Linked DNA regions of Mus musculus: regions 1, 2, 3, 4, 5 and 6 are each linked to region 7. The links are chromatin contacts, called in public HiChIP or PLAC-seq, capture Hi-C and promoter capture Hi-C maps. All regions are on one chromosome and are shown on one strand. The core of a region is the stretch at or near the end of the contact, and the rest is flanking DNA. Distances in the headings are between cores, read along the strand shown.

Region 1 (3,641 bases), core at 962-3,461, 330 kb after region 7:
AGGCCTTGAACTCGGAAATCCACCTGCCTCTGCCTCTCAAGTGCTGGGATTAAAGGCATGTGCCACCACTGACCAGCTCAAATCCTGCTCTTAGAGCAGCAAATTCTCTTATCTACTAAGCATTTCTCTAGCCCCCAAGCATCTATCAACTTTATTACATATTATTAGTTTTCCAAGGAGATTTATTATAGTTTTTTTTTTATTTCATAAAGTTCAGACTACTCAGAGCTGGAAGTGGAGTTTGCCTAACCTGCAGTTGCTCATCTCTTCTCATCTACAGCCCTCAACTCTATAGAGACTGCTGTCCTAGCTTTGGATAATAAGGCCTTGGGCCCAGGAAGCTCCTTATAGGTCTGGGCACTTCTGATGTTGCCATACCGTCTCAGTGCACGGGCCCACTGAGAACAATGAGAAACAGCCATAGAACTTCTATCTTGGTGTTCTGTCGGCACTCAAAGCCTTATTTTCCCCAGGCAACTTTCCAAAACCATTTGTGGCCTTTCCTGGAGACATGTAGCATGCTTTAGTACAGGCAGCTCCATATCACAGGTTTTCCCAGGTACCCAAGATGCTTAGTCTAGGAACATGAGGAGTATTGGCAAGATCAAGAAACCACAGTTCTTTTTGTGTGGTGGTCTCACAGTAAGCTAGGGGTGTCTTGCTTTGGGAGTCTGTTAGCACATTAACTTACCTATCGTACATATTCAGAAAGTATGTTAAAAGGAGTTGACAATTAGAAAATTGCCTCAGACAGTAAACTGTTAGCGATTATTCTGCTTTCGATAGAGCTCACCAAGAGATGGGTTTCAAGTGAAAAGCAGCAAAAGGGAAACAGGAATCCTGAAACTGAAAATCAACACACACCTAGGCAGTAAAATAAACGCGAGAAATAGGAATCAGAGGGGACTATGGTAAACTGACGTTCCAGAAAGGCAGGGACCGCTACCCCCAAAGCCCTTGGTTCTTGTTTTGAATGTAAATGTGAGAATGTGTTGTTAGATCTGATATTTCAAAAGAAGACTGGAAATGAGAATCCTTTGTGAAGAAGTAGGATGAGGGGCAAGAAGATGGGAAGAAAAGTATTTATAAAAGTCTCCGGGGGCTATACATCTGCAGGCTGCTTTTGCCTGGCGTGGTGGCCTTCAGGATACTTTGGAGGCACTGTCTGCTGACTTGGAAAAGAACAGATATGGAACACACCACGGGGCTTCTGGAAAGGTGGGAGTAGGGGTTGAGTAGGCTGGGATTAGAATGAAAAGTTCTCAATGTCCGCTCTGGAGGACAGAATTTTCTCAACAGTAGGGAGCGCACGTACCATCCAAAACAACGATAAAAAGTTTGAGAAGCCCTGCTGAAGACAGCAGGGAAGCACTGGGCCCTCTGAAGTAACGCTATGAAAACAATAGCACAGAAAGACTATTTGTTACCAGCGTGCGAACACAAGATCCGAGTCAGGTTAACAGCCATAAGGACACGGAAGAGTCGGACCTTGAGGACTCTTACAGGCAGCGACCACATTCTATCGGAAAAACAAGCAAGCTCTCAGCGGTCCAAGGCCTGTCTCCGCTAGTTAAGTTGGAAGGATCGGGAACCTGTGTGTTCTGACTGCTCTTTCGGCACTTTAAACCTCTTGTCCTAATCAGTGTATATAAGGATAGAGATAGTCGCACACGGACAGGTGGGCCTGTGGCAAAAATCCACAAGCCTTAGTAAGTGCTCTACGAAGACGCCCACACCCTGTCGGGTGGGTCGAGACGCATCCCGCTGCCATGGCGACCGCCTCCTTGGAGACCAGGAGCAGAAGCTCCTGTCCCCGGGGGCGCCCGCGTACGCTCCCTTCCCCCCTTCCTACGCCGCGTGCCTTCTTTGTTCTAATGCTTATTTGGAATAGGGAATGGGTGGGAAAGGAAGACCGAAATCCAGACTCAGTCCAGTAGGAAAGGTGACTGCTTAACTCCTAGACAAAACTGCCGCGGATCGGAAACCTCATGGGGAAGGTCGCTCTGGTCGGTTTCCAGCAGCGGTTCCAACATAGCTCCCATCCCGCTTCATCACCCAAGCTCGTGCCGCTGGGGTGACGTCGACTCGTGGGGCTCAGCCTCCGCGCACACGTGATGTGGAATCTCGTCGTTAATTGGTGGATCTCAGAGACAGCTCATTGGTCTGAAGTGCCCTAGCCCCGCCCCTCAACGCCCCTCAAGCCAATGAAGGAGGAGAGGGCGTGGCGCGAGGCTGATGCGGCGCGGGGCTCTTCCTCGCGCTCTCCAGCCCGTTCTGCTGCTGCTACCGCCGCCTCCGCGGTCGTTTCTGACCGCCTGGCCGCGGGGCTCGCCTGCAAGGTGAGATGGGCCCTCCGGGCTCCGTCTAGTTCACCAGAGACGGCTCCTGGGTCTGAGATCCTCAGCTGTGCTGGAGCTGGAGGCTTTGCTTTCTAGCCTGAGGAACTCTGTAGAAGCGGGATGGGGTGGGGGATGTGGGGTCCTGGGTACAAATGACGGTTAGCGGGCAGGGTACAAGTGACACCTGAGGGTGGGGGCGTAAATGTGGCTGACGTCCCGTTCCTACCTGGTCCTCGTGGCTCTATGTGACCTTGGAAGAGTAGCCTCTGAGCCTCCGGTGCCCGGGCACGATCATGAGGAGGATGTTGATGTTGGGAGTGTCGGCTCCAGAGACTCCTGCGTCAGCCTGGCGAGCTCAGAGAGCGCAGGGCATTATCTCAGATGGACAGATCCGCGGCCTTGCTCTTGGTGTGGGTACGTCTGAGGCCCGTTCTGCTGCTCTTGTCCCCTGAGAAAACAATAACACTGAGGTGGGGCGTGCCACACCCACAGGGATGGCGGTAGGAAAGGCCAGAGGGCCAGAGCCAGAGCCTCTCCAGTGTCTCACAGAAATGGTTGGATTTAGGTTCTGGACCAGTGCTCCTGTTAGTGAACAGGGCTCGGTTGGACAGCTTGAGTCTTTCCTCTTTAATCTTGGTGGTGGGATGTGAAGGTAGGGCATTGCTTTGCACTGGGGTGGGGTGGGGTGGGCTGGGTGGGTGGTGGGTGGGTGGGTGGGGGGTAGGAGCAGCTTTCACCCGTGTCTCTGCTTCTTGGGTGAAAGAGTCAATCTAGAGGCCAGATGAATCCAAGCAGCCTCCTTTGATGTCAGAGGGGGATGTGGGAAGTGAATGCTAGGCAGAGGAGAACCACACAGGTTGGTAGACAGGAGGGACTAACACCCTTTTCACAGGTCAACCCTTCCCTCCACTGTTTGTGAGAGTAAACACCTATTACCGTCCTTGCATCCCTGGCTTTGGGGAAGGGGGCTCCAAAGATAGGTCAAGGCTGAGGAGATGAAAGATTGCTTCCACATGCGACCTCCATGTAGCACTCCCTGTCTGAGACTTCAGTGGGTGTTCTTTGAGCTTTAAGGGGAGGTTGGATAAGTGCTTCTGCTGGGCTGATGATTGAGCTGTGACTGGGTCCCTGGATGGGTGTAGGGGAGGTGGTAGGAAGAATTGAAGGTTGTTTACTGCTCTGACATAGAAAGGGCTTTTATGGGGTTGGGAATGGTGGTTGAAGAATGATTCAGAGAGGAGACGGTAAAAGGTTTGGGGCTGTGCTCCCAGCCACACAGCACAACGCAAGCTGAAATTGGCT
Region 2 (3,518 bases), core at 492-2,991, 430 kb after region 7:
TTAAACTGTTAAAAGAAGGACCAACCACTCACTAGAAAAATGAGCTACACATGAATATGTTACTATATTTAAAAAAAAAAAAAACCTGTGTCTAAAACAGCAGCTTATGTAAGAAATTGGTAGTAGTGGCTTTCTGTGGGGAAGGAGTACCCAAAGGATGGAGACTAAAGGAAGACTCTCCTAAGCATTTTATACCTTCTCCCTTGTTTGCTTTGTTGTAGTGGTGGTGGTTGTTTTTGATTCTTTTTTGTTTGGTTGGTTTTGGTTTTTTTCAAGACAGTGTTTCTTTGTGGAGCCCTGGTTGTCCTGGAACTCACTCAGGCTGCCCTTGAACTCAGAGATTCTCCTGCCTCTGGGCTTAAAGGTGTACCTCACCACTGTCAGGCTTGGGTTTGTTTTTGAGACGGGGTCTTGCTGTGTAGCTCCAGCTGCCTCTGAAGTGCTAGAATTACAGACATGAACTACAGATATCTCCCAGTCTCCTCTCATTCTCCCTCCCTGCCCCCTTTGTATACACATTCACCTGTGTGTGCATGTGTGACTCACTCTGAGTTCTTCCAGTGTTACTCTCCATCAGATTTTTTGAGATAGGGTCTCTTACTGAACCTGGACCTCAAACATTTGCCTGTCTCTGTCCAGTCCAACACTTGGCTTACAAGTTTGTGCAATGGTTCTGGCTTTCTCTGATTGCTGGAGACTTGAACTCAAGAACCAACGCAGGTCCTTTACTTACTAAGCCTTCTCCTTGATGACACCCCTCACCCCACTGCCACACACCAGGTCTCCAGGCTGATCTCACACTTTTTCCATATAGGACTTTGAACTTGTCTTTTGCCTCTCTGCTGGGATACAGGTGTGTGCTGCTACACCCAATTTATGGGATGCTGGGGATGGAACTCAGGGCCCCAATCTTGTATCAACTGAGGTGCGCTCGCTCTCTCGCTCTCATTCTCTCTCTCTCTCTCTCTCTCTCTCTCTCTCTCTCTCTCTCTCTCTCCCCCCTCCTTCCCTTCCCTCTCTCTTCCATGAGACTTCTTTCTATATTGCACAGGCTAGCTATCTTGAGTGTCCTGTCTCGATCCAATTGCCTGACCTATCATACTGGTTTTCTGTTTTTGGTTTTGGTTTTTTCGAGACTGGGTTTCTCTGTGTAGCCCTGGCTGTCCTGGAACTCACTTTGTAGACCAGGCTGGCCTCGAACTCAGAAATCCGCCTGCCTCTGCCTCCCGAGTGCTGGGATTAAAGGCGTGCACCACCACGCCTTTAATCCCAGCATTTGATGTTCGAATCGTATAAATGTTTTTTCTTCTGCCGTTGGAACTTTTACATTCCATATTCTCAGAACGAAATTATTAATCATCTTATTTCAAAGTTAAATCTCTTGCTATCCGAAATCATACCAAGTGTACGAAGTGATCTTTTCAACACGAAAGCAATGTCCTTAAAATTTGGGAAAGGGTCCCTCATGCCTGGGGGTCTGTGGTATAGAACAATTCTGTCCTGGCCATCGCTGTTCCTCTGCCCTGTGCCCACCACTGCATTGCCTTTACCAGGAACCACAGACTTCAGCAACGCGGCCACCACAAGACCCCTAGGTACCCAGATGCATCTCAGCTGCAGTGGGACAGCTTCACTGCTGTGGGACACTAGGTGCAGGTAGACAGATCCTGGGTAGAAAGGAGAATCCAGATGTCACTAGGGAGACTGCGACCAGAGATGTGTGCTAGGCAGACAGAGCAGCTGTGGGGATCACTTAGCTAGTGCCTCTATTCAGCACCAGAGAGGTTCTCTAAGAACCTTCCCGGACTTTCCGCCCTCGCCTCCCTTGGCCAGCGTGGATAGGATTGTTGCAGATAACGCCAGGGAGGGTCATCCTGGCTCCCGCAGCGCGGACTCCTGTTTTGCGGGCCAGGGTAGGGCCACACTCCTGCGCTCCTGTGAGGTGGCGCGAGGCCCGCTGAGGGCGGGAGGAGGCGGCCCCCTCTAGCCGGGGTGGAGCCAACAGCACAGCAAGAGTGAGAGGGAAAGGCACTCCCAGCCATGGGCTCGAGGTGCGGGAGACCCGGGGGGTCTCCGGTGCTGCTATTGCTGCCGCTGTTGCTGCCCTCGTGTCCGCTGCGGAGCGCTCGGATGTTTCCAGGTGAGGATACAGGCGGCGGGGGGGGGGGGGGGGGGGGGCGGCTCTAGGGCAGGGTGAAGTGGTGGTGGTCATGGGTTCCAGTGCAACTACAGAACATAGAGTTCCCGACCCTCGGCTACCTGGCCAGGACAGGATGTGGGAAGGGTCTGTGCTCCTGGTAAGGGTTGGCCCTGGAGCAGACTTGCCCACACTTACTTAGCAAAGCAAATAGGCAACACTACCCTTTCCTCAGTGCTGCCCAGCTCTGTCCGGAAGCTTCTGCACTTCCAAACTGCCAGGCCAGAGTGTCTCCCTGCTCCTGGAAGGACCTGGGGTCCTTGGAGTCCTGGTCTGCCCACAGGCCTAGCTGTCTCATTCGGCTCGTCCTCTTCTCATGCTGGGTCTGGGCAGTGTGTATGGTGTTTATACAGTTGCCTTATGTGGCAGTTCTTCAAACAGGGGTGTCTGCCTAGCCGTGCCTGGGGCTACCACTTTCTCTTCCTACTGTAACCTCTCCTTACTCCGGGACGACAGGGCTCTTAGCATCTCCAAGCCTGTAGGGTGAATCTCCAAACTCCACATAGCAAGCACTAGGCTGGCCAGAAGGCAGAAGGACCACCGGGGAGGAGGCAGTAAGGGCTGAGGGCTGGATATTGGGCAGTCTGGAAACCACCCCATATCTGTTGACTGCTGCTTCCGTAAGGCTTCTGAGGGGGCTGACTGACAGCTGTATTGCCTTTAGCCTGCGGATAGTTAATGGTGAGGAGAGAGAGCCTCTGTGTTTCCTAATGCAGACTGGCTTCCTCAGTTTCCACTTTAGTCCACCGGACTCCTAGCTTGCCTCCTTCCTTGTCTTGCAGGGCTGCACAGAGAACACTCACACCTGAATCCTTATCCTGCACCCTTGGTAATCCGAGGCCAGCAAGACTTGGTTCTCCATACTCAGTTAAGCCTTCTCTTGGCGGAGAGATCTTTAACCTCCAGGAAGGCTTCTCTGTCCTTCCTTCTCCTCCTCTCCCTTCTCTCTCTTCAGCCTCCATTCCAAAGCCACACTTGCACATCCCCACTTGCACATGGCTCACTAATTACGAAGCACATGTGACTTTAAGGACGAGGTTCCTGGAGCTGCTGCTATTTCAGATTTTGAAAATGTATATGAGCGTTTTGCCTGCACATGCATCTGTGTACCGCGGAGGTACCAGGAAAACCTGGGGGCCGGAAGAGAGAGGCGGATCCCCTGGAGCTGGGGTTACAGATAGTTATGAGGCACCATGTGGGTGCTGAGAACTGAACCCGGTCCTCAGGAAGAACAGCGAGTGCTCTCAATCCCCGATCCACCTCTCCAGCTCCCATTCCAGAATCTTGATGTCTGGGATCTAGGGAGGCGGTGGAACAAGGA
Region 3 (3,814 bases), core at 658-3,157, 410 kb after region 7:
GGGGGATGTCATCAGTTTCCTGTCCCCACTTCCAGTCTCCCCAGGACTGCTTGTCTCTGCTGAGTCGGCAGGAAGCTGGGAGGATTGCACAGTTGCAACATTGTGTCTATGATAAAATATACATCAGATGGAGTTTCCTGTCCTATCTTTAGGCATATATTTACATTGTTACATAGCTGCCACCACTATCCATTTCCAGTCCGTTCTCACCATCCACAACGTAGTCTCTGTACCCATCAGATAGTAACTCCATATTCTCTCCTCTCCCAGTCCCCAGTAACTTCATCCATTTTCTGTTTCTAGATGGTTCATTAACTTGAGCAATGTAGTATTTGCTTACTATGTTATAGAGGACGTGTCAGAGCTGCATCTGTTCTGATTAATCCACTATATACATAGGCACATCTCTCTATCCATCTCTCTGTTGATAGACACAGGGATCTTTCTATCCTATGACAGGTGTGAAGGATGCTGCTGTGAACGTGGTTTAGCGGTGTCTGCTTGGAGCTCAGCTTCTGTCCCTATAGGTTCTCATCCTGTCCCATTTCCTAGTTCTACACCGACTTCTTGAGGAATCCTCAGTCTCCCACACTGCACCATTCCACATTCCCACTAACGATGTGCAGGGCTCCTATTTCTGTGCATCCTCACCAACAGTTTTTATTCTTGTTTTTTTTTTTTTTTCATTAGTAGCCATCATAGTGGTTGGTTGTTCCCATGTTTGCTGATGTGTGTGTCTTCTATCCTTTGCCACTTAACTCCCCCTGAGACAGGATCTCTTACAGCTGAGCTGGCTAGCCAGCTAACCCCAGGAATTCTTCTGTCTCTCTCTGCTCCAACCAGTGCTGGGCCTGCATTCAGGAGCTTCGGTAGTTGTACAAATGCTCACACCCGGTACGGTACCGTGTTCTTACCCCCTGAACTGCCCCCCAGCCCTCACTCTGGTTCCGACTTATGTTTTCCTCACGCGTCTTTTCATTGGTTTGTTGCCTTGCATTTCTTCAATGAGAAGTGTCTATTCAAGTCCTTTGCCCATTTTCCTAGATGGGTTGTTTTATTTCAGAGGAGGCTATGGTACTGTCAGAATTCTTGACATGTTCTGGATACTAGTCTTCAATAAATGATTCTCAAATATTTTCTCTCATTCTTTGGCTGTCTTTTTCATTTCTCTGCACAGTTTTTGTTTGTTTGTTTGTTTTTGTTTGTTTGCTTGGTTTTTTTTTTTTTTTTTTGGCTCACACAAAAATCAAGTCCCTCTTACCTACTTCCCCCTTTTCTTTTTTGAGGCACGGTCTTCGTAGCTTGCCCTGACGAGCGAGCCTTAAACACAGGATCCTCCCACTACAGCTTCCCGAACGCTAGAATCACGAAGCATTACCACTGAGCTTCGCTTCTAAGTCAGGAAAGCACTGCGTGGTCCAAAGCCATGGAGACTGACATCTGGGTTGTTTTCTAGGTGTTTCTTGGACTGCTGTGTCTGCCGCCTGTGGTGTTCCTTCCTGCTGTGGCACCCTTTGGCACAGGGCTTGCTCCTTGTGCATGGTATACAATAAGCATGTTTGTGGGTGTGAGTGTATGGCGACCTGACCCAGGAAAGTTTCCTTGACACCTCTCTAGCCTGACTCTGGACCACACACCCTTGTCATAATCACTGAGATCCCTGTAGGTCTGGGGCTCTGCACTGCTGTGGACCACAAATTCCCAGGCCTAGGTCTTCAGAAATGGGTGGATGCCCATGGCTGCCAAGAAGAGGGAAAACATAAAGCTTTCTCTGCTGTGGCCACAAGGACTCAGCCCAGAGGGGAAGTTACAGATTTATGCAGCATCCTGAAGGTTGAGTAAGATTTCTGTGAGCAAAGATCATTTATGGTGGGGGTGGAACTGGGCAGTGAGGGAGCCAGGGAGCAGACAAGATTAGGCCTAGAGTAAGTCTATGAAACACAGAGAAAGGGGACAGCATAGGGGTTAAGAAATGAGGTCTTTCAAAATCTCAGGGGGCAATGAGGAGTTTTTTGAGAGAGGAAGGACTCTTTAAAGGAAGTTGAAGGAGGATTCTGTGAACTTGAGACCACCCTGAGCTGCCAAGTTGAGAACTTTGTCTACAAACAAGCCAGGCAGCCTCAGCGTGTGCTCAGTCCGACTTGTAGCTGGAGAGGCAGGAGACCAATTTCCGGTGCTTACGGTGCTTGCTGGATGCCCTGGAGTAAGTGACAGGGTCTCACTGGACTCCAGGTTCTGTTGGTTTGAGTAATAGGAGGCGGCAGGGGAGAAGTGAAGAGAGACATGCACTGCTGATCTGCCTTGAGGCTGTGTCCTTAAGGGGTGGAGCCAAGGGGCACAGAAGACTCTCTGGGACATGCCACCAAGTGAGAGCATTTCCAATCACTCCCTGAGCCAGGAACAGGGGCTTCTGGTTCCCTGCTGGTGGCTGCCACAGCAGTCCTTCCTGTTGGGTTGACCAACACAGCAGGTGAGATAAACCCTATAGACTTGGGCCCTGGAGTGCTCCAGGCAGTCTCTGTGTGCCTACCCACCCGGCTTCCCTAGGCACCTGAATGCACCTGGGCACTGGGATGTGTGTCCTGTTCTCCCTGCTCCTGCTGGCCTCTGTCTTCTCACTAGGTAAGCTGCACGAGGCTAGTGCCTCTCATAGGGTCTGGCCTCTGTGGACTCAGCACAGAAGCCTAGACTATGATCAGATGTGACTGAGCACACCCCATCCTTGGGGCACTAAGAGGGAAATTAGATTAGATTTGGAGCCTGTTTGGAGCACCCTCTTTTGGGGCAGGTGACAGGGCTCTGTTCCCAGGCTTGCATCACCCTTTTCTCTGTTGCTCTTCCTACCCTCCTCTAGGCCAGACCACATGGGGTGTCTCCAGTCCCAAGAATGTGCAGGGCTTGTCGGGATCCTGCCTGCTCATTCCCTGCATCTTCAGCTACCCTGCCGATGTCCCAGTGTCCAATGGCATCACAGCCATCTGGTACTATGACTACTCGGGCAAGCGGCAGGTGGTAATCCACTCAGGGGACCCCAAGCTGGTGGACAAGCGTTTCAGGGGTCGAGCTGAACTGATGGGGAACATGGACCACAAGGTGTGCAACCTGTTGCTCAAAGACTTGAAGCCTGAAGACTCTGGCACCTACAACTTCCGCTTTGAGATCAGTGATAGCAACCGCTGGTTAGATGTCAAAGGCACCACGGTCACTGTGACAAGTGAGGAGCCTGGGGACTGGTCGCGGTCAGGGACTCCTAGGCTGCTGCTCCAGCCCTGTCCTTTGACCTGAACCTTGCCTAGGCCTTCAGCTCTGACCTTTGCCTATTATTTTTCACTCTGTGACATTCTCCTTTTCTTGAGTCCCCCTCCCCCCAAGTCTTGTCCTTTGGTTGGGGTTGTGGGGACAGTGTGAGGTACAGTGAGGTGAGGGGAGCCCTGAGAATTACTGCCTTTGTTTTCAGCGGATCCCAGCCCCCCCACTATTACCATTCCTGAGGAGCTGCGTGAAGGCATGGAGAGGAACTTCAACTGTTCCACACCCTACCTGTGCCTGCAGGAGAAGCAAGTCAGCCTGCAGTGGCGAGGCCAGGACCCCACCCACTCTGTCACCTCCAGCTTCCAGAGCCTCGAGCCCACTGGCGTCTATCACCAGACGACCCTACATATGGCCCTATCCTGGCAGGACCACGGTCGGACCCTGCTCTGCCAGTTCTCATTGGGCGCACACAGTAGTCGGAAAGAGGTTTACCTGCAAGTGCCACGTGAGTATATCACACCCTTGTCACCGAACACCATTTCTATAGCTCTCTGACCAAAAC
Region 4 (3,626 bases), core at 513-3,012, 340 kb before region 7:
CTCACCCCCACCCCCCCACCCCCACCCCCGACTAAAATAACAAAATAACTGGAGAAGTTATTCTGCAGCAAATCTATCCCACCTCAGTCTCTACAGCCTCAAGACCATTTTAGAGACAAGGCTGTTCATGCCATAAATCAAGACTTAAAAGTTCTCTTCAAACAAAGTAGCAAGCACACTAACTAGGTCTCCCACACAGTATCCATCAAACCGGTTTAGGAGCCTGTTGGCAGCTGGAACCTTTGTGCTGTGGTTTGCTTATTGTGTTTCTTTTAGTCCTCTTCAGTAACATACCTTGACTACAACCTAACACTATATACCACCCCCACCCCCCCATTGGATTCCTTCTTAAAACTGATGTGTAACTACATCCTATACATTTTTATAGTGTGGAATCTTCATTCCTAAACTCAAAAAGTTAATGTGACTAGGAAGAGCTAATTTAATGGCCTAAGGGTAGTGCAGAGACAAGTGAGACTCGGGTCTCTAATATGTACAAACTCATATTAAGTCTATGACTGATTCTACCCTAAGTGTTAAGTATTTACTATTATAATGATTATCAGGCATCTCGTGATAAATAGGCCTTGCTATTCTTAGTGCTGGTCTTAGACCTGACAATCTCCTATGTGCTTTATTTTCGGTGTGGTCTTGCTATACTGAGAGGTGATGCCCTTTCGCCAAGATTCCTGCTAAACGATGATCTTCTCTCTACAAGCTTAGGCCTTCTTATTCTCCCTTAGGGAAGACTTTTGATCCTAGAAGAGAAGTCTGTCACCTGTGTACTCCTGAAATATAGGTGACAGAAGATAGATTGCCAGTCTTCATCAACTCTTAAGATGAAGAGATCTAAGTCTCAGAGGGAGAAGCTGAGGCAGAGTAGGAAAGGACAATTAGGAGAATATGGGAAGGAAATGAGCCCCTACCCAAACTCTGTCTGACCGCAGATTCTCACCAGCTGAGAATTCCCACACAACTAAGGACAGTTGCTCAGTCTGTCTCTGCTACCCTCCCTGTTAGAGGTGTGTGGTAGAGTGCCTGATATAAGAATATTCTCCTCTTTTGTTCGGTCTCCAGCATGACAGCATGACATATCCCCCCCCCCCCCCCAGCTAACAATGAAATAACGAGGGGAATATGCTTCTATACCCAACCCTATCCCCCTACCCCCCTTTCTTTCACATTTTCACTTTGAATTCTTTCTCATTTTAGGAAACTGATTCTCTTGGAGGCTGGGCGACCATCCAGGGCCAATCTGGGGACAGATTGGGGAATCACACAGTTATATTAGTATCTGTAATTTAAAGACTCACTTGACTTAATCATTAAAATTCCCGTCGTTGCTACAGAATCAGGGCTTGTTGTTGTTGCATTTGGAGAGAAATATTCAAGGACCCAGTCCCAACTTTGATGTAGACATTACCTGTGACTTAGAGCCAGGTCAGGGCCACCTGAGGTTAAGAAGTAGAAGAAAGCGTTTTTTTACGAAAGGGTAAGTGCCTTCTGGGTCTCAGGCACCATGCTTGGGGATGCTGGGGAGTCATTTCATATGTAAACTACCTGGATGGGCCGTGAGGATCCCACCAAAGCACCAAGAAAGAACAGCCCATTCCTTTTCTGACTGGAAAATAGAGCCCACTTCCCCTAGCGCCGCCGGTGAAAGAAGCCTTTCTTTGAGTGTGCAGCGGCACCAGAGGGCGCCTGGAAGGAAGAAAACCCTGGGTCTGCTTAGACCTTTCCTCCTATTGCAATGGTTTCCTTGAGCCCAGGCGGTCCAGAGCGCAAGCCAAGGTTCCACAGAAGCCCGCACAGAGGACAGAGGGCTGCTGTATTCAGCACTGTGATCTCCTGCCAAAAAACCCGAACCCCACAGGCTGCATTTGGAAGGACGTCCCCTGTCCAACCGCACCTAAGACAGCTTGAAGGAACTTGAAAGGTGGAGGGGTAGAGTGACCTTCTAAGCTGCCTGGCTACCCGACAGCTACTGGACACTACTCTTCCAGAGATAACTGGAAGTCTAGCTTTGATTTTCCATCATGGCTAAGCAATACTGGAGCTGTCCCTTGATCCTCCCACTGCTTTGTGAAATTAGAGTGGGTGGCCCAACCACAAGGCTGGGATACTTTGAATGAACCGATTTTTTTCCTTTTTTTCTTTTTCTTTTTCTTTTCCTCTTTTCTTTTCTTTTTTCTTTTTTTCTTTTTTGGCTTTCACTGTCATGGTGCAATAGTTTGAAAATCAGGGCAAGACTTCCGGAGGGAAAATGAGATCATCTCAGAGAAAATGCTCAGCAAGTGCCCCCTGGTGGTTGGTTTTTAAATTTTGCTCTTGATTGACAATGGTTTGTATTTATGGGGTACAATGTGTCTGACACTCTTATGCTAACGAAATAAGCTTTCTGTATTCGGTTGTTCTCAGATGACAGAGACTGTTTATATGTCTTCATAGAGACTCCTGCACACACACACCTTCCAGCTGCTTGTCTCCAGGATGACGGGGCTCCATCCTTCTCAGTTTGTCAAGGGCCCCCCAAAGTGTGTTAGTGTAAGATTTGGGGTGTTGGGTGATGTGATTTGGTTTAATACTATTTGAGGGGCATAGCATAACCTGAATTGGGGAATCTTTGGAGAAGTAATGTTATTGAAACCTCAACATGGGAATTGTAGACCCTTGTCATTCAATTTTACTAACACTTACCAGGGCAGGTATGGCACCCCACCAGAGATGCAAACCCACCACTCCTTCCACCCCTACATCCACCCTTTAAAACTGTACCAGCATGCCACTCCTCCGTATACCTCCCAAGCTGCCCTGTTCCCTAAGTATAGAATCTGGACTGTAGCTGTTTCATTCTCTCTCACTGCTCATGAGGAGAGACCCAAGCCTTACCATTATCTTTCCACTGAGCCTTTATGTGAAAATCCACATTGCTTTCTTTGAAGTCAGAGAAGACATGTTGATTGGCATATGTCTAAGTTCTGTCCACCTTCTTGCTCCCTAGAGGGCTCTGAGCTGTCCAGCCATTGGTACCCACCCATCAGCACTGTTACCCACCCATCCCCCATCAGCATTGGTACCCACCCATCCCTATCAGCACTGGTACCCACCCATCCCCCATCAGCACTGTTACCCACCTCATCAGCACTGGTACCCACCCATCCCCCATCAGCACTGGTAACTGCCCTACCACCACTAGCACCACCACCACCACCACCCAGGCTGCCGTATGCTTCCCTCAAGGTCTCCCTGCTTAGCCTCCTGCTCTACCGTTCTCTCCCAGGTTTCAGCAGCAGCTGCTCTTGATCCGCCTCTCTGGCTCCTGCTTACTTGCCTTGGGGTTTGTGATGATCATAAGATCTCCAGCTACCACCCCTCTAGGCTTTGTTGCTGGGGCCAGGCATGGCAATCAGGACTTACAAACAGAACCTTATTTAATTCTCATAATTGCCTTATGTGGGAGGTTCTATTACAACACTCACTTTACAGACTAGAGAACGAAGGCTCAGAGAGACTCAGTAACCTACCCAATAGCCCACAGCTAAGTTGGTAGCAAAGCAGACCTTGAACTTGGGTCTAATATACAGCTGTTAGTTGATTGCCACCCTGGGGACTGTTACTGTACCCTT
Region 5 (3,357 bases), core at 734-3,233, 310 kb before region 7:
TGGAAAGCAGTGTGTCAACACCTGCACTGTTTTTCCATCCGAGTTTATTGACCCTCAGCTCTGCCGTGGGCCCTAGGTCAAGCTCCTGCAACTGCTGAGAGCCAGACCCCAGCTTTCTATTCCAGCCCTCCAGGGCACTGGGATACCGGGCTTTGGTTTGTTTGTGTCCAGGAGAAATTGAAGCCAGCATGCCCGTGAGAGAAAAGCAGTTAAGACAAGCCGGGCTTGCTGGGCCTGACCAGAGTGGGAGATGCTCAGAGCAGCAAAGAAGGATGGACGGCTTTAAACACACAGATGCGGATGTACACACGTGTCAGAAATTCCAGTTCTTTATCACCACTCCAGGTCCAAGGTCAGTTACTCCCTCAGGCACTTGCAGATATTTCTCCTCTCCGCATTGACTTAATCCATTCTCTGTGGCTGTAACAGAATACCACAGCCTTGCATGAGTCAGCATCTGGTAAGGGATTCGTTTCTGTATCATAACATAGCTGAGAGTGTCATGTGGCAACTCAGGTCACCTGTACTGACTCCGACCTCCTTTTTACCAAACCACTGACCCTACCCCAGAGGTCATTTCAGGACCTTGTCTAACCCTGATTCCCTCCCAGAGACCTCACCTCTGTGTACCACAGGCACATGCACTTGGTGTTACGTTTACAGCCCATGAGCTTTTGGGGGAATGTATGAACCAAAGCAAGGACCAGGGAGCCATCGTGTTGCAGGAGTGGGACCAGCCGCTGATCTCATGGTCTCCACTCTGTCTTTCATTTCCACCAATCAGAGGCTGCTTTTCTCACATATCCGACTTGAGTCTGTGCTTTGCTAAGCCTGTGAGGTTTACTTAGAACATTGCCTGTCACCTTCAGTGACTCCAGAGCGAACCATCCTTTCAAAGGAACCGCAGTGATCCGTGGGCTTCTCTCCCTGGAGATTGAGCAGGTTGTATGGCTAGCAGGACTCTTGAGATCGGTTACACCTACATTGGGTGTAACCGATTATACTTCATTGCAGAAAGATCTTTGTTCCATGCAATGCCTTGAATTCTGTGCAATCTGAAACGTATCTTGTTATCTTGGCTCTTCTTTATTGGCCTGATAAATCTCAGTTCTCCTTTTTTTAAAAAGCATTTATTTTTTTTTTTTTATTTTTTATTTATTTATTTTTTTTTGCTTGTTTGTTTGTTTGTTTGGTTTTTGGTTTTTCGAGACAGGGTTTCTCTGTATGGTCTTGGCTGTCCTGGAACTCACTTTGTAGACCAGGCTGGCCTCGAACTCAGAAATCCGCCTGTCTCTGCCTCCCAAGTGCTGGGATTAAAGGCGTGCGCCACCACGCCCGGTAAAAGCATTTATTTTTAACCGGCCGATACCATTTTGTTTGGCGTTTGTTTCTTGGAAGCACCATATAATTTAAGTTTCTATTTTAACCTGTAATTTGAGTCCTTCTTTAAAGATGTTTTTCCTCCTGCTTTTGTTGTTGTGTATATGCAGGTTCTCTGCTGACGGCACAGACAAGAGAAGGCCTGAAGTTACTCCGTCTTCTCTCCTCAGAGGTAAGTATGGGTTTCTGGACAGGGCTCTGCAGTGTTCCTGGCTTTGTTAACTCGATGGTTTCCAGCAAACCCCTCTTCTTCCTGAATCACAGACTCAGTTCTCACTGCTCTCCCTGGAGGGCTCACACAAGTCTCCTTTCACCTCCCAGGTTTGCAAAGGTTTGGAAGGGCATCTTGGAGTCCCCCCCACCCCAGGTTCCGGTGGAACTGCTCTGTTCACTCTTTCTCAGGGGTCACCTTTTCCACTGAGTGGGAGAGAGTGTTGGGGCCACAGCAGAGTGGGCACATAGAGGGCAGAGCAGGGAGGCAACCATGAAGGGCTTAGAACATCACTCAAGTGCCCATCGCTTATCAGCAATCCTGTCTTCTGTGGTTGTTAGAATGAAAATGGCTGCCACAGGCTCACAGGGAGTTGCACTGTTAGGAGGTCTGCCCTGCTGGGTGTGCCTTTTCAGTAACCAGAAGCCCTCTGCAGGTGGCCTTGTTACCTCCTCTAGGACTGTCACTCTCTTCCCCAGGAAAGGCTTTCTTCTTCTGGAACTTGACTCTAGTTCTTCTCTGGTTTCCCCATGCCATCCACCTGCCTGTGGACTTGTGTCTGTTTTCTTACTCATTCTTGGGGTGTCCATTTGTCCCCAGGACTTTCAATTTTTTTAATGTGTATAAACTGCTGTTACTAGTTTAAGAATTTCCTTTCTCCTGTTTTATTTATTTTATTTTTTAATAGGATCTCAAAAGCCTACTCTTCCCAAATGCAGAGATTATATACACGTGTCACACACTCTATTCTAATTTATTGCCTTACAATTAAAAAAAGATTTAGTTATTTTATGCATAAGAAGTTTCTGCTGGCATCCGTGTATATACATTACATGTGTGAGGTTCCATGTTTCTCTCTCACTGCTGGGGTGTGGGAACTTCGCTGGGGCAGATGAAATGGGAGGCACTGGACTACATTTTATCCTATGCTGGTGTTGGGTGAGCAGCTGAAGGGTCCCAGCCCAGGTTGTGTGTGTGTGTGTGTGTGTAGTTCCATCTTAGCTCAGGGGATGAGCGTCTGGGAGCACAGAGGGCCTTCTTCAGGAGGCAGGGCTCTGTATGACAAAGGCTTTCCCCCAAGGGAGATGACTGTCTCTTGATGAGAGAGGACAGGAACCTGGTTGGGAGTAGATGAAACTCCTACTATGCTCAGGTATGAGGGTACCAGAGTTTCTGAACCCACTCGACCTCACCAAGTGTCCTGGCATGGTCCACTGCCCCACAATGTGTGCCTGAGGAAGTCAGAGAAGGCCATAGGATCCCTAGGAACTGGAGTTACAGATAGATAGTAGCTCTCTTGAGGGAGCTGGGAACCGAACGTGGGTCTTATGCAAGAGCAGAAAGTGGTCTTAACAGCTGAGCCATCTCCTCTGCCCCCCACCAACCCATTATCTTTTCTAACTCTTCTCAAGTTCCCTTTATTCAATCGTCTCATTATAGTTACGGGAAATGATTATAGTTGCATGTTGACAGAGTATGCGAACTACTCACCATTTAACTGAACAATGAGATCTAATAGTGTCTCGTCTCTTGTGCAATTTTACATTTCCTGGTGGCCTGGGGCTATAAGCAAGCAGTGAAGTGTGTATGCATAGGCTCTGAGTTCAATTTTCAGCGCTATAACATCAGGATTTGTTTGTTTGTTTCTTTTCTTTTCTAGAACCGCACCATTTTAAAGCTTGTTTAATTTTCTCTGTGACTGCTAACTATTTCTTGCCTCTATTTCTTACTCTTTAAAATTAAATATCTATTAACTATCAGGGAGG
Region 6 (3,859 bases), core at 119-2,618, 360 kb after region 7:
GGCCTCATGACTCTGACTCTTCAGATTCACCCTGACCTACATCCCTGAGTGCTGTCTGACAGACAAGGTCTGTCAGTCATTGAAGACCAGGACTGGGTGTGGCCAAGTGGGAACTCAGAGACTTCTCCAGATCTCACAGTAGCCTAGAATTCTTTTGCCCTATGGACACAGTTCTCCAAGGGTCTCTTGTTGCGTGGGGTGATTAGGATGCGTTCCTGTGATCTCCAGAAATCTGCAGGTGTGTCTTGCTGGGCTTCCTGTTTCTACATGATGCTCATGAGAACAAAGAACCCACTCAGATCTTAACATTCTTCTCGGGGACCCTGCCTCTCAGCCTAGCACCCTGCCAGCCCTTTATTGCAACAGGACTGTCAGCAGGCTACGGTCAACTGGGGCCACAGGATCAGATCAGAACTGGCACCCAAAAGGCTGCCCCACCCTATGAGGAGATGACTTCAAGGAGAGGGGACCAGGAAAAGGCTGTGGAGTGAGGCGGCCACTCCCTCCTGTGATGGCTATGGGTGATGGGAATGGCCATGGGTGGTCCCTCTCTGCCTCAGCTTTGCTCCTTATGCCTGCACCACCCCTCTGGGTAACCTAATCATCCATCATCAGGGCAATAACTAGTTCACAATCTCTGTTCCACCAACACCTAATGCCCATTCATCCATGACCGCTCTCTCCAACGAAATTTTTCACTCTCCATGGCTCCAGAAGTCTGCATAAGTGTTCCTTTCTTCTCTTTCCTCCATCGACAGACTTACTCCACAGATAACTCCTCTAACCTTATAGAAGCTCAGACCCCACCCAACTTGGATTCCCACCTTTTGAGAGAAACCTGAGGTCTCTGGAATATTGACATCCTGATCACCCTGACGCTCTCCCACATCCCTGGGTCTCAGTGACTGGCGTCTCCTGAGGCAATTCTTGACACAAATACATCCAACCCCTTGTCTCACTTCTGGCCTAGGCAGCAGGTCCCCACAACTGGTTAAGTGAGCAGGCCCTAGTCCACAACGACTCTCCTGCCAGGCTCCACCCCACCTCCCCTGCAGCGGTTTCTCCAGACTAAAACTCCAGTGGGGTTCCATAGCCCCAGGTAGGAGCCAGAGCTCAGTTGCCTCCCCCTGTCCAGGCCAGCGGGCCCGCCTCCTCGCCTCCTCGAGGAGCTTGCAGATCTGCCCCCACCCAGCCAGTGGGCTCACAGTTCCCCAGGGCAGCCTCTGCAACTCTCTGGGAAGCCCAGAGGTCCTTCCCCAGCTCACCTCCGCCCCTCGGACAGCTCCTCCGGGTCTTGTCGCCTGGGTGCTAGCTCAGAGTCCCGCAGCGGAGCTTACAGTGGACCTCAACGTGCACCAGGCCCGTCTCTGCACCCTCCCCCAGGCCGGATGGCCGCACTCGCCGCCCAGATGTGCGAGCCGGGGCGGGGCCTGCCTGCGCGGGGCTCAGCCGAGGGGGCCCAGCCCGAGCCCCTCCCAGTTCCCTCACAACACAGCAGCACTGCGGGCCAGCGGGCCAGCGGTGCCTCCCCTGCTCAGAGGGCAGCAGCACAGGGGGGTGGGATGGGAGAAGGCAGAGGGGGAGGAGCAGGGTGTGCGGAGAATTCCAGACCCTCAAAGACCTTTTGCTGCTCGCATTTCCCCAGCTGCCCTCCCTGGTGCTGGGCCTTGGCATCTGCTGCCCAGAGTCTAGTCCCCTACGAAGGGTGACCCTGTCCTAGGTCTTTGCAGTCTCCTCAACACTTTTTCGTCCCCGATTGTCTGAACTTAGGGTGAAGGCAGAAGCTAGGTTTCCAGGCTGGGACCTCAGGCCTGACTGGAGACCTCCCAATTTGCCTCAACAGTGAGAAGTCCTCAACCTTTCGAATGAGGCTTACGGCCTTCTTGTATCAACCCAGGACCTCCTGGTGATGCCAGGTTCTGGCTTAAGTCAGGAGACTTGTAGGGGAAGCCCTGATGGTCAGGTGCTTGCCTGAGCTCTGTCCGGAGCTGACTTACCCTGCCCTGTACTCCCAGGATCTGTCAAGTCCTCTGGTCCCTGTGCCCCACAAAGGCCCCAGATGCTTGCAGACCTTACCTCCTTGTGACCTGCTCCCCTAGACCCAGCAGCGGACAAGGAGGGGAGCTGCTTTTGTTCTCTGCCATGTCACCCTTTGCCAGACCTCGGTTTCCCTCCTGGTCTGCCTAGGTTCTCTCATTGTGCCCAGAGAAAATGTGTCCCTTCCCTAGGGCTTGCTGCCCATACTGTCATATCTGCTGTCCCAGAGGGCTTTCTGACCGAGGTCAGGGCTGGAGGGGTGTGTCTGTCCCAGCAAGGTGTCCAGCCAGCAGGTTTCCCTGCCTGACTGAGGACAGAGGCACCCGTGCAGTATGTGTGTGACACTGTATCTCGTGTCTGTGTGTATTTGGCTGTTAGGGTATGTGTGACAAGACTTTTTTTTAATTAATCGATAAATTAATTTACTCACTTTATATCCCAGTTGCAGCCCTCACAGCCCCTCCCCCAACCCCTTCTCAGAGAAGGGGGAGGCCCCCTGGGTGTGCCTAGTTGTTCGCTGACAAGACATTTTGCAGAGGCCTCTAGGGGCTTGACCTCCTTCAGGGTCCGACTCTCCCACACACCTGCTTCTTGTTTTTTGTTTCAAGCATCCAATTCCCCCTGGGCCACAGCTGCAGATCCCCAGCTCAGGTGGTGGCCTGATGGCACTCCCTCATGTGGCTCCATCTCTGCCCTGGGTCCTGCTTCACTCCTCCTCAGTCACTGTCCCACCTCTGCTCAGCTTTCCCAAGCCCAAGCCTAAGCCTAAGCCTAAGCCTAAGCCTAAAACCAAGCCTAACTCTATCCCTACCCCTACCCCTACCCCTAACTCTAACCCTAACCCTAACCGTCTACACAGAGGGCAGCAGATGGTTCACAAGAATCCTCGATCCATGTTAGAGGTTTGGTTCTGTCACCATAGAAAGCTTGGGCCCAATGGGCGTGGATGAAGGACCTGCTGAATGCCTGTCCTGTCCTTCTCCTTGATGGGTCCTCCTTTCTCCCCCTGCTCTTCTCTAGTGCCACTGTGGGCCTACCCACTGTCCTGGGGGGGGGGGTTCTGACTCCTCTGGTCAGCTCTGAGTTTGCCTTCTGCTTTTCAGGCCTTCTCTAGTCTTTCTTTGGTCCTTCCCTGAGGCTCTGCTCACAGCCTCCCCTTCCAGCGGGTGCCTTCTCTTCCAGGCCCACCCTTCTGGTTTCTAATCTGTATCTGGTGAGTTTTCAAACCCAGAAATCCTGCCCATCTTGCCACCAATCCCACTCTCTTCCTGCCAAACCCACAGGAGATCCCATAATTCCAAGCATGTACTACCCTTGGCCAGTGTTCCTAACTGTCCTTCCCAGGACAGTCTCCGGCACCTCTCATGTCCCTCAGACACAGACCTGAGCTTCTGAACATTTGCTCCACCTGGGCTAGCCCTGGTGATGGCTTCCTTACCACCATCCCTCTCTTCTCCCAGCCTTTAGAAGAAACGAGGCCGTTGTATTTCACTTCGGATGCTGTGTTTGCTTAGAATGCTCCTAGCCCCAGGTACCATCACATAGGTATTTAAGGAGAATCTTTGGGTTCGGAATGCAGAGCAGAGCTCCTTGCTCCTGGCACCCATGACATGGCAAAGAAGCAGGCAGTTTTAGGGTAGAAGGTAACATTAATACTTAAGGCATGCTATTCTGCTCTCTAAGCCCATTGATGCTAAGGGCCAATAGACAGAATTTTATAGTTGTGCTCCAACCTTCTAGTCAAGCCTGACTGCTAGTTCTGTTCCAAAGAAAGTGCGTGAAAATGTACACACACACACACACACACACACACACAGAGAGA
Region 7 (3,623 bases), core at 682-3,181:
GATGAACTCTGCAAAGTTCATCCTAGCACGGAGAATGGACCCTAGATGAACTCTGCAAAGGACCAAGAGGCCTTGTTCTAGGACTGGCTGTGAAGGGTGGGTGGAAAGGGGTCCGAGCTGCCTGTCCTAAGAGATAGATTATCAGCCACTCTCAGATGTCATGACCCAAGTATTGTCAATCCTGCCCCCGACATTGTCAGGATTCTGCTTTGTCCACATTAAGACATCAGAAGACCGGTAGGATCCAGCTAGGGCCAGAGACAAGATCTGCCACTGAAAATCATGAGCATGAAACCACTTAAGATCTTTGAGTTCTGGGCTGGAGAGATGGTTCATCGGTTAAGCACACTTGCTGCTCTTCCAGAGAACCAAGAGTTAAGTTCCCAGCACCCACCCACAAGACAGCTTACTTGTAATGCAGTTCCAGGGATCTGACAACCTCACACACATGCATGCAGGCAAAATACTAGTACACATAAAATAAGTCAAAAACAGAGATCTTTGTATTCATAAATTAATTTTTTAATCATAAGAAAGAATAAAAACAGGGGTAGAAAGTGAACAGAGGATGGCAAGAAGGGCAGTCAGGAGAGGAAATGCTGAGAACAGAGCCCTGGGGCCCTCAAGCATTTAACAGCAAAACTAAGGGGAAGGGGACAGGCTAGGGCAGGCTGGTAGAAGGGAGGAACTGGGGCACCCAGGGAAAGATACAACTCTAGGACAGAGCTTTCTAAAGACACTGCAAGGCAAGCAAAACCTGCTAGAGCGGCCCTGGATGGACTGCAGAAGGAAAGGGTGCCTGCTTCTTAGGGGCACTGCTTAAAGTCAGAACTTCCGAGGAGATCCTTGTGATGGGAATTGGGTGCCTGGCTGACGGGGGATGAGGTTCAAAGCCAAACAGGGAGACTGTGAAATGACGAGGGCGGACAAAGACTGTTCTCAAAACCTGCTGGGTAAGAAATGCCAGGGACATCTAAAGGGATGGTCACAGGGCCCAGGAGGAAGCGCGGCCCTTCAAGCCCTGTAATGCTCCTTCCTCTGTAAGAGGAAAGGGACAGAGGTAGCAGAACACAAATAAATGAGGGCCATTCAAACACTTTCTTGACCTTCTCTTTACCCCCAGCCTGGGTGACCTCCACTCAGCACCTGCTGTTTCCCCCACAAGCTCGGCCAAGTGGACCCCAGGCGGGACGGTGCTGTGCCACTATCAGTTGGCTCCTCCAACAACCTGTGGGCACGGCTCACGAAAGGGCCAGCCACGGCGCGGTTTGCTCAGGTGCAAGACCCAAAAGGTCCGCGCACCGCTCACCTGCTCCACAGCCGCGCCACCTCCAAGCCGGCGGCCGGCCTCGGCACCCCTTCCCGGCGAAGCGACTTGCTCCCTTCCCTTCGTCAGCCTGGCTCCGGCCAAGCCGGGCAGCCTGTGAGCCCCGGGGCAACCCGCGGGAGAGCGGCTCCCCACTCCTCCAGCTGTCCCAAGGAGACCGGCAGACGCCGGGCCGCCGCCGCCGCCGCCGCCGCCGCAAGCTGTGTTCCCTCCCCTCCACAGCGCACACCCTCCGGGCCGACCGAGTGCCTCGCCGGCTTTGTCTGCGCCGCCGCGCTGGGCGTCCGGAGGATGCGGCCCGGACCCCGGGGTCGCGGCCAGCCCGGGCAGCCTCTTCTGCCCACCGCCCGCCGCCGGCCTCCATCGGGAGCCCCTTGCCTACGAGGCTCGGTGGCTGTCCGAGCCCGGGTCGGGGAGGCCGCACGGTACCTTTCCTTGCGGAGCCCGGGAGCGTCTTCGCGAGCGGCCTCGGCCTCTCCGCCTCCCCTCCTCCGCAGCCACTGGGCTTCCTCCTGCAGCCGCCGCCGGGACCGTAGGGCCGAGCCAGCCGCCGGGGCCTGTGCGGGGGCCCCGCTCCGCCTCGCGTCCCCGGCCCACCCCGCCTGGGTGCTCCGCCCCGGGCCCGCCCACCGGGGGCGGGGAGCCCGAGGCCACCCAGCCTGGAGTTGCCCGCGGCACAGCCACCTGCACTCCCCTATCTCGCAAAAGGGACGCCTCACCCACCTATCCGCCCAGAAACAGAGCCAGCCCCGCGACGCCCCGCCCTGCAAAGCAGACGAGGTCTTCCGGCACTGTCAGAGCGCTGCGCCCACCTCAGTTTACCCAGACTCTGCCGCCCTTTTGAAAAGAAGAAAGGGCCCCTCTTGTCCTGGACTGTCTCTCGTCCTGCAGGTCTCAGGTGGGTGCCGGCGGGAACCAGGAACCTCAGGTGAAAGGAAAAGAATGCTCACATCCTCTCAGTACCCAGCCCATGTCCTGAAGTGGCCCTTTTTAAAAAGTGTATTTCCCTAGTAAAACCCTCAAACTTTTAATAAAAGCCAACGTTAATACTAGGTGGCACTTTTTCCTTTTTTCAAAAAAAAATTAATTGGTATCAATTATTTTTTAGCGGGCAATAGTGGCACATGCCTTTAATCTGGTGGTTCTCCAGCTTCCTAATGCTGACACACAGTTCCTCGTGTTGTAGTGACCCCCCAACCATAAAATTATTTCATTGCTACTTCGTAACTGTAATGTTGCTACTGTTATGAATTGAAACATAAATAAATATCTGACATGCGACCCCTATGAAAGGTCGTTGGAACCCTAAGGGATAGTAACCCACAGGTTTAGGACCACTGCGGAATCCCTCTAGAAGCAGGTGGATCTCTGAGTTCAAAGCCAGTCTGAACCACAGAGTAAGTGTAGGACAGCCAGAGTCAAACAGAGAAATCCTGTCTTGAACCACCCCCAACTCTCCCCCTCCACACACACACACAAAAGTAAGAAAATTATTTTTTATTCATCTCTGCACCTCCTAATCTGTTTTTTCGTATGTTTTGCTGGTACTACACCAGGTCAACACTTGGTCCGAGGGAATACAAGCCCCTGGTGGCCGCAGAGCCTCTACTCCGAACTGTGTCTCTGGAGGGGGCCCTCCCCTGATTTCAACCTGGAACCAGGCAATGCTGAGCACAGGTCGCTGTAGGTTCAGCCCGGAGAGATCCTGGATGTGGATCACATGCTCGTGATCCCAGCCTCAGAAGGCCATGTGGGGGGGGGGGGGGTACAGAGTTCAAGGCTAGCCTTGGCTACATACCAACTTCAAGGCCAGGCTGAGCCACACAGTGAAAGCCTGCCTCAAAGAAGCAAGAAGTAGAGATGTGGCTCAACAGCAGAACACACTTCTCAACATAGACAAGGCTCTGGGGCCAATCCCCAAAACTGAATTATATATATAATTCATATATATATATATATATATATATATATATATATGGCCTGGAAAGAGGTAGCCCTGCAAAAGTGGCTCTGATGGTCCCAGCCAAAGGGAACCAACCACCTAGGAGCCAATTTGGGTAGGGGACAAATGAATTTCTGGTGAAGTTTCTTCTTGTCAGAAAGGCTCTAGTCCTTCACCAAACTCGAAGTCCCTCTTCCCACCCCTCTTTAAAACACCACGCACTCCTGGGGTTAAACTCAGGTACACACCATACTCTCCTCTGTGGCTCTGTCACCCTCCACCAAAGAGTGGAATGGCTATGGGTGACTTTAAGGGCTAAAAAGCCTCTGTGTAGTTACTTGGTCTTAGGCAAGT

The links. Promoter capture Hi-C pulls out the DNA fragments that hold promoters and counts their contacts. HiChIP or PLAC-seq counts read pairs in DNA pulled down with a chosen protein or histone mark. Capture Hi-C pulls out chosen DNA fragments and counts their contacts.
Region 1: a promoter capture Hi-C map of erythroid cells shows a contact between it and region 7, with 5 times the contacts expected there. The contact joins the promoter of 1700037H04Rik here to the promoter of Smox in region 7. A contact is called at or near these places in 4 of 39 promoter capture datasets (the 3T3-L1 cell line, erythroid cells and neural stem cells), 3 of 484 Hi-C or Micro-C datasets (the C3H10T1/2 cell line, CD4 T cells and hematopoietic stem and progenitor cells), 16 of 115 datasets of contacts at active chromatin or transcription factors (SST interneurons, astrocytes, bone marrow-derived macrophages and 12 more) and 1 of 9 other capture datasets (liver).
Region 2: a promoter capture Hi-C map of the HPC-7 cell line shows a contact between it and region 7. The contact joins the promoter of Adam33 here to the promoter of Smox in region 7. A contact is called at or near these places in 19 of 39 promoter capture datasets (the 3T3-L1 cell line, 3T3-L1-derived adipocytes, the C10 cell line and 10 more), 2 of 15 datasets of contacts at CTCF or cohesin (large pre-B cells and stem cell-derived epiblast-like cells), 3 of 484 Hi-C or Micro-C datasets (the G1E-ER4 cell line, Sertoli cells and embryonic stem cells), 19 of 115 datasets of contacts at active chromatin or transcription factors (astrocytes, bone marrow-derived macrophages, craniofacial prominence and 10 more) and 4 of 9 other capture datasets (adipose tissue, embryonic stem cells, liver and 1 more).
Region 3: a capture Hi-C map of embryonic stem cells shows a contact between it and region 7, with 3 times the contacts expected there. The contact joins the promoter of Siglec1 here to the promoter of Smox in region 7. A contact is called at or near these places in 14 of 39 promoter capture datasets (the C10 cell line, the HPC-7 cell line, HPC-7-derived erythroid cells and 9 more), 10 of 484 Hi-C or Micro-C datasets (B cells, cardiomyocytes, cerebellar granule neurons and 5 more), 16 of 115 datasets of contacts at active chromatin or transcription factors (astrocytes, cardiomyocytes, craniofacial prominence and 12 more) and 4 of 9 other capture datasets (adipose tissue, embryonic stem cells, liver and 1 more).
Region 4: a contact with region 7 is called in an H3K4me3 HiChIP or PLAC-seq map of forebrain, with 3 times the contacts expected there. The contact joins the enhancer-like site here to the promoter of Smox in region 7. A contact is called at or near these places in 2 of 39 promoter capture datasets (the 3T3-L1 cell line and stem cell-derived epiblast-like cells), 3 of 115 datasets of contacts at active chromatin or transcription factors (craniofacial prominence, embryonic stem cells and forebrain) and 1 of 9 other capture datasets (embryonic stem cells).
Region 5: an H3K4me3 HiChIP or PLAC-seq map of embryonic stem cells shows a contact between it and region 7, with 5 times the contacts expected there. The contact joins the enhancer-like site here to the promoter of Smox in region 7. A contact is called at or near these places in 9 of 39 promoter capture datasets (the 3T3-L1 cell line, 3T3-L1-derived adipocytes, the C10 cell line and 5 more), 3 of 115 datasets of contacts at active chromatin or transcription factors (embryonic stem cells and stem cell-derived neural progenitor cells) and 1 of 9 other capture datasets (embryonic stem cells).
Region 6: a contact with region 7 is called in a promoter capture Hi-C map of fetal liver, with 6 times the contacts expected there. The contact joins the promoter of Hspa12b here to the promoter of Smox in region 7. A contact is called at or near these places in 15 of 39 promoter capture datasets (the 3T3-L1 cell line, 3T3-L1-derived adipocytes, the C10 cell line and 11 more) and 3 of 115 datasets of contacts at active chromatin or transcription factors (embryonic basal ganglia, forebrain and regulatory T cell precursor).

The regions. Positions count from the first base shown.
Region 1 is chr2:131,158,651-131,162,291 of GRCm38.p6, reverse strand. It overlaps 1700037H04Rik (RIKEN cDNA 1700037H04 gene), which reads left to right and starts at 2,211. Exons shown (of 6, transcript NM_026091.3): 1 at 2,211-2,339. It overlaps Gm14232 (a long non-coding RNA gene), which reads right to left. Exons shown (of 3, transcript XR_003954063.1): 2 at 2,566-2,787.
Region 2 is chr2:131,062,037-131,065,554 of GRCm38.p6, reverse strand. Adam33 (a disintegrin and metallopeptidase domain 33) reads left to right here and starts at 1,741. Exons shown (of 21, transcript NM_033615.3): 1 at 1,741-2,140. The coding sequence starts at 2,041.
Region 3 is chr2:131,084,858-131,088,671 of GRCm38.p6, reverse strand. It overlaps Siglec1 (sialic acid binding Ig-like lectin 1, sialoadhesin), which reads left to right and starts at 1,907. Exons shown (of 21, transcript NM_011426.3): 1 at 1,907-2,622; 2 at 2,855-3,214; 3 at 3,458-3,757. The coding sequence starts at 2,556.
Region 4 is chr2:131,826,902-131,830,527 of GRCm38.p6, reverse strand. The region is part of intron 2 of 5330413P13Rik (RIKEN cDNA 5330413P13 gene); the gene reads left to right. Among named protein-coding and RNA genes, the nearest start is that of 5330413P13Rik, 19 kb to the left of the region's middle. Within about 2 kb of position 1,762, at least 78 of the 459 cell types and tissues checked have an H3K27ac peak or open chromatin away from gene starts, as enhancers often do. A contact at or near this core is called in embryonic stem cells and forebrain, where this site is marked.
Region 5 is chr2:131,804,122-131,807,478 of GRCm38.p6, reverse strand. No RefSeq gene overlaps it. Among named protein-coding and RNA genes, the nearest start is that of 5330413P13Rik, 42 kb to the left of the region's middle. Within about 2 kb of position 1,983, at least 15 of the 459 cell types and tissues checked have an H3K27ac peak or open chromatin away from gene starts, as enhancers often do. A contact at or near this core is called in embryonic stem cells, where this site is marked.
Region 6 is chr2:131,124,921-131,128,779 of GRCm38.p6, reverse strand. Hspa12b (heat shock protein 12B) reads right to left here and starts at 1,368. Exons shown (of 13, transcript NM_028306.3): 1 at 1,266-1,368.
Region 7 is chr2:131,490,170-131,493,792 of GRCm38.p6, reverse strand. Smox (spermine oxidase) reads right to left here and starts at 1,931. Exons shown (of 7, transcript NM_145533.2): 1 at 1,757-1,931. Gm30679 reads left to right here and starts at 1,517. Exons shown (of 2, transcript XM_030252306.1): 1 at 1,517-2,225. The coding sequence starts at 1,619.